2 separate regions of the Sus scrofa genome follow, and region 2 is linked to region 1. Evidence: chromatin contacts called from public HiChIP or PLAC-seq data. All regions are on one chromosome and are shown on one strand. Each heading gives the region's core, a stretch centred on a gene start, on an enhancer-like site or on the middle of the called end of the contact. The rest is flanking DNA. Distances are from core to core; before and after follow the strand shown.

Region 1 (2,700 bases), core at 50-2,549:
TGACCTACATTCTGCACACAATGATTATATTTTTACGGCGGTGATAGGGTTAATAACCTAACATCATTCATGTAGTGTTTTTTGAAAATTGAATTTTACTGCTACAAAGTAAATGTAACAGCCCTCTGGAGACAATATTACAGGCACTTTATTGTTTGCTAAGCTGATGTCATCTTTCTACGGACTGACTTTAAAACAAAGGCAGAACATTTATTACAAATATCACTGTGTGAAAGGAAATCTACTGAAATATTGTTTAGAAGGTGAGCTGATAAAAAAAAGTATTAATACTTGGCTTTGATCATCTTACACTATAAAGTTATGACTTCAAAATGCTTCTCAAGTGATTTCTATTCAAGGCAAAACTTCATCCTGGAAATTCCTAGCCATGTCTCTAATGTTATTTGCCCTCAAGTTGGAATATTTGTTTAAGCTTCATGCATGTTTTAGATACATTTTTACTCTGTAAGGCAATTTCTTAGCAAAGGTGATGAGCTTTTAAGAGAGAGATGAAATAGTACCTTTGAAAGGAGATGTGGGGATGATTTAAGAAACAACGTCTGGAGATGAAGCTGTTTAGCTTATACAACCAACTTTCAAAATCACCTGTAAACGGATGCTGCAAAGTTTGCAATTTAAATAAGCTGTTTAAGGCATTGCCAAGCAAGGCTTCTGCGTGGCAGGTTGCTTGCAAGTCAGAGGGTTTGGGCTCTGTATCTGATGCACGTGTAATATACCGTGAAGTTGTTTGTGGATCACACAGGAGCTTCTTAGGGCTTCATTTCCACACTACCGTAGCCCCTGAAAATGTATCAAATGAACAGACACGTTTGGCTCTTCCTCACAAGGCACAAGTAATTTGTTTGTAAATCAGCTACCTTTCAAGAAAAGTTAAATTAGGGAGAACTTTCCTTTCTTTGATGTTTCCTACTTAGAAACCCAAAGAGCAAATTAATGATCATTTTGAAGTAATAATGTTAATGAGAAAAAAATAATTTAGTAAGCTCTCCCATCTCAGAGTAACTTTTCAGGTATAGCGTATAAATAACAGCCCAAATGACCAAAATAGCTTGATGGTGTTTTTCTAAGAAAATGATTTACTGCTCTGCCTTTGTCTCTGAAGTCTGGTTAGAAGGAAAACACAGGTCAAGGAAATTGGGTTAGAAAAAAAGCCTGTTATGGGGGTAGATGTAGAATTGCATGAATAGTGTCTAAAAGGGAGTCTGTGGACACTCACGAGACCAGACAGTCTCGCCAGTGTTTGCGAAATGTTCAGGACTGACTGATGGCATTTGTGTCCATCAAAGATGATTCACACAGCATGCTCTGGGAAAGGCTGTGTGTTAGCTGGTGTATGGGTCGTGCCCAGGAGAAAGCTACCTATACTACAATTGTGGTTAAACCAGGAGCTGAACTGCCACATTTTAAAAACTTATTTCGAGGAGTACACTTCTATAGGAGAAATCTTTTTTAAAAAACTTATACCTATTCAAAGCATTTTACTGTAAACCTGTCAACAGGGAAGTTATTTAAATTCGATTAATTCATTATTGTATTTAAGTAATAGTAGCTACTTGCCAGATGCAGGTACTGCTTTAGCACCAAGGGTCCAAAGGTGAGTCCTCACTAAGCCTCAGGGGTCCTTGTCAGAAGGAACGGCTTGGCAGGATCAGAGCCTGGCGTGTTATAAATATTCAAAAAGTCAATATTCAATAAATATTTAATGTTCTATACATATTCAAGAAAGCCATGTTTGTTGAGTGACTGATAGAATGAATCGAGTGATGATCAAGGTAAGTGCTTGATGCCACTTATGCATAAAGAGGTACTGAGCTACCCTCTCTTTAAACAAGTCAGCACAGCTGTACGAAAGGACATGCTTGAGCTGGCCTTAAAGAATGAGTAGCTTTCACCATATGAGTAAGGACAGTTGTCCACTAGTGGTTCAGACAGCACCCCAGTGTATGATGTGATTTTTAGAGGCATAGCCCAGTTCTGGCTCCTACACTCCTTCTTGCTGCTGCTTGAAGGGTTTAGTTCTTGTCCTTTTCTCCTCACTCCCTGTTGTACCGTCAGTAAAACACACACACACACACACACACACTCTACTACTACTGGGATTCAAGTGTCTGCTCCTCAAGTAAAAACCAAAGTATTTCATTCATCTCATGAAAGAAGAGAATCAGAAGGCTATTCCTCACTTTATCCATAAAACTCCTATTTTTCAGCACCCACCAACAGAGCTCATTTTTGACCAAACACTGTTCTGAAACATCCAACACGTAGGAAAGAAAGGTGGGGCCGGTAGGGGGAGGGGCAGTTGCTATTTAAACCACACACCAGCCTTGTAATGAAAGGATTTTTCAAACATCTAGATGAATTTGTTTTATTTTCAAACCTCAACATGCAGTCGTTACAGTTACTTTTTGTCTCCAACTTTGCAAGATGTCTCATGGACGGGACACTCAAAGCAGGACAGTTTGGGATGGTTCCAACTGTATGAGGCCTTGTGTCATTACCTCCGCAAATAGAATCAAGCTTCCTTTCTTCTGCAGCTGTACATTTCCTTGCCTTTGATTCTCCTCCTTTGCTTTTTCTCCTGGCAGGCCTTTCCTCTCTCCTGGATCAGCCACTCTATAGGCAGATGTGCCTCTTTTTCCATTTGCCAGATCCACTCCCCCCAGAAATCTTCCCAACTAC
Region 2 (2,700 bases), core at 129-2,628, 200 kb before region 1:
CTGTGCTCACTGAAGACTTCATTCATTCTAACTCACTGAGCAACTGCTCTCCAAAATTGGACTTCTACTTTTGATGTTTCTAGCCAACAGGTCATGCAATGAAACTGCTTACTATGTGCCAGTGGGCTTAACATACAAGCCATCAGGTTGAACATATTCTAATCATGATTTGCCCCAAGAATCTTTGCTTAGTATCATAAAACAGCCCATGGAATCACTATTAGTCATCCTAGACCCAAACAGGCTAATTACTGCACATCATCCCTAAATGTGAAATATGCTCTCTGCTTTGTCAATTAGTCCCTTTCCATTGAGAGCAACTCCTATTGCTGAAGTTTAAATACCATTAACATTTTTTTGAGTTTCACATATGATTTGGAAAAACCATTTTCTACCCTATCTTTAGTAGCTGAATTAGCCAACCTACCCAAACTACAGTAGTTCTGACATAGTGCCACATTCATTTATTGATTCACACAGTGCTAGATACTGGAAACAGAGATAAATTTGCTAACCTGGCCATCAGGAGGTAAACAGAAGACAGGCAAACAAACAAACAAACATAAATAAATGAATAAGTATTCCTATGATTGAAACTTATGAGAAAAATTACTCTGATGGCTACTTCCATTAGTCATTTCATTTGGACAATGGTTAAAATAAAACTAGGATACATTTATTTCCTAAAAAAAAAAAAAGTGAAACAGGTCATTTTAGGTGATGTGATAGTGTACTTTGCATCATTATCATTATCATCCTTATTGTGATCATCATCATCACCAACATCTTACGTTTTTAAAGAATTTAACATTAAACACAAAAGACTGGATACCAGACGTATTTGAGTCTTGATATTCTGCAGGAACAAGTAGAAAAAAAAAATCCTCTGCCACCACCCCACCTTTCTCTAAAATGAGATTTTCAATGTTCTAGAAAAAGCATGTTGTCTCACTTCATAATGGTGTCATCTTCCTAGAGGAAGGTGGAAAAAAGACTGGACCCAAGAGTTGAATTAAATCACTTTATTTAGAAACCTGAGAGCCAGCATCTAAAATTGCTGGTTCTCCATGGTCCTTATTAGCAGATAGAGAAGCAGTAACGGCCATAGAAGCATGAAAGATATAAAAGACTCAGATTCTTGAAAGGAAGGCAACTATTGACAAAGATGAGAATGAAGGAGAAAAATAGGGAGTCTGAAAGAGAAGTAAGTAGAGATAGAAGCAGGAGGGTAGAGGAAGCAAGAAAGGAAGAGCGAAAGGAGAAGAGAAATTGAAGAGTGAGTGTAGGAAGAGCAAGTGAGAAGAGCATTAGCCTAGAGCACATAGGTGCACGCCCATGAAATTACATACTGAAAATCATCTGTGCTTCCTTATAGAGAGAAGAAGCAGTTGGATCAAGCTGCAGGGCCTCATGCATGAGAAAGCCACGGGACCCATTATGGTAGACACCCTCTAAAACGGCTCCTGCCTCCTAATGTTCACGTCCTTGTGTAATTCTCTCCCATAGAGAGTGGGCTGGCCCGAGGGCTCATTTTGAATCAGTGAAACACCGTAGAAGTGATGAGGTGTCACTTCCAAAATGAAGTTACAAAAAAGCCCTGGCTTCCACCTTTCCTGTCCATTCTTTCTTTCTCTCCCCTGCTCTTTTTGAAGGAAGTCGGCTGCCATACTGTGAGCTGCCCAGGGGAAAGGTCCATGTGATAAAGAACTGAGGAAGGCCTCTGGCCAACAGCTAGCAAGGAAATCAAGCCCTCAATCCAATAGCTCCCAGAAACTGAATCCTGCAAACACCTACCTAAGTAAGTTTAGAAGCTAATCCTCCCCCAGCTGAGCCTTTAGATAAGACTACAACTCTGGCCAACACCTTAACCAGAGCCCTGAGAAGCCTTTCAGACAGAAGTACTTAAGCAATCCTCAAACTCCTAACCCACTGAAATTGTAAGCAATAAATTTGTTTCAAGCTGCTAACTTTTAGAATAATTTGTTACACATCAATGGATAGCTAAAATATACTTAATATGAATTTGACCACTTTGCCCAAGATTAACTCTGTGTTAGTAAGTACATCACTAAAGCAGTCCTAATGGATTAACAACAGAATTGTGAAAATCCAACTTGTGACAAACATAAGAATGTAGTTTAAATTAAGCAGTAAGTCTTATTCATATTTCATACAGACACCTGGGTTCGAACACCAACTATGGACCAGGTACTTACTAACCCTGAAATAACAGCCAAGTGATCTAACCTCCTTGAGACACAGTCTTCATATGTGGGAAATGGAGCTAATAATTATCTCTGCCTGTCGTGCCTGTCATGAGATTGACTTAAGGTCATGTAATAGAGAATACTTTGGAAATGATGAAGTACTAGTCATCCTGTACGTACTTAAGAGACTGCTTCAGCCCCACTCAGGGATTTTTCTACGCTAATAACATCTTAAATATTTGCAATTCCTTAAAAAAGCATTTCCTCTTTTTTATGAGGTAAAAGATAATATCTCTATACTTCTTAAGTTTTGCCACAACTGAAAATATCTTTAGTTTTAATTCTATTTTTCCAGATCTAACACTTAATGCTATCAATGGCAATCTTAAAACTGTTCATATCTCATATATTGAAGATTTGGTCAACTACTTCTAAGATTTTTCTTTATCTTAAAGGTGTATTTTTTTTCTTTTTTTTCTTTTTTTTTTTTTTG

Evidence for each region. HiChIP or PLAC-seq counts read pairs in DNA pulled down with a chosen protein or histone mark.
Region 2: a contact with region 1 is called in an H3K27ac HiChIP or PLAC-seq map of alveolar macrophages. The contact joins two enhancer-like sites.

What each region holds. Positions count from the first base shown.
Region 1 is chr15:7,547,687-7,550,386 of Sscrofa11.1, forward strand. All of the region lies in intron 2 of ZEB2 (zinc finger E-box-binding homeobox 2), which reads left to right. Among named protein-coding and RNA genes, the nearest start is that of ZEB2, 50 kb to the left of the region's middle. Within about 2 kb of position 1,300, at least 4 of the 83 cell types and tissues checked have an H3K27ac peak or open chromatin away from gene starts, as enhancers often do. A contact at or near this core is called in alveolar macrophages, where this site is marked.
Region 2 is chr15:7,349,418-7,352,117 of Sscrofa11.1, forward strand. No RefSeq gene overlaps it. Among named protein-coding and RNA genes, the nearest start is that of ZEB2, 150 kb to the right of the region's middle. Within about 2 kb of position 1,379, at least 1 of the 83 cell types and tissues checked has an H3K27ac peak or open chromatin away from gene starts, as enhancers often do. A contact at or near this core is called in alveolar macrophages, where this site is marked.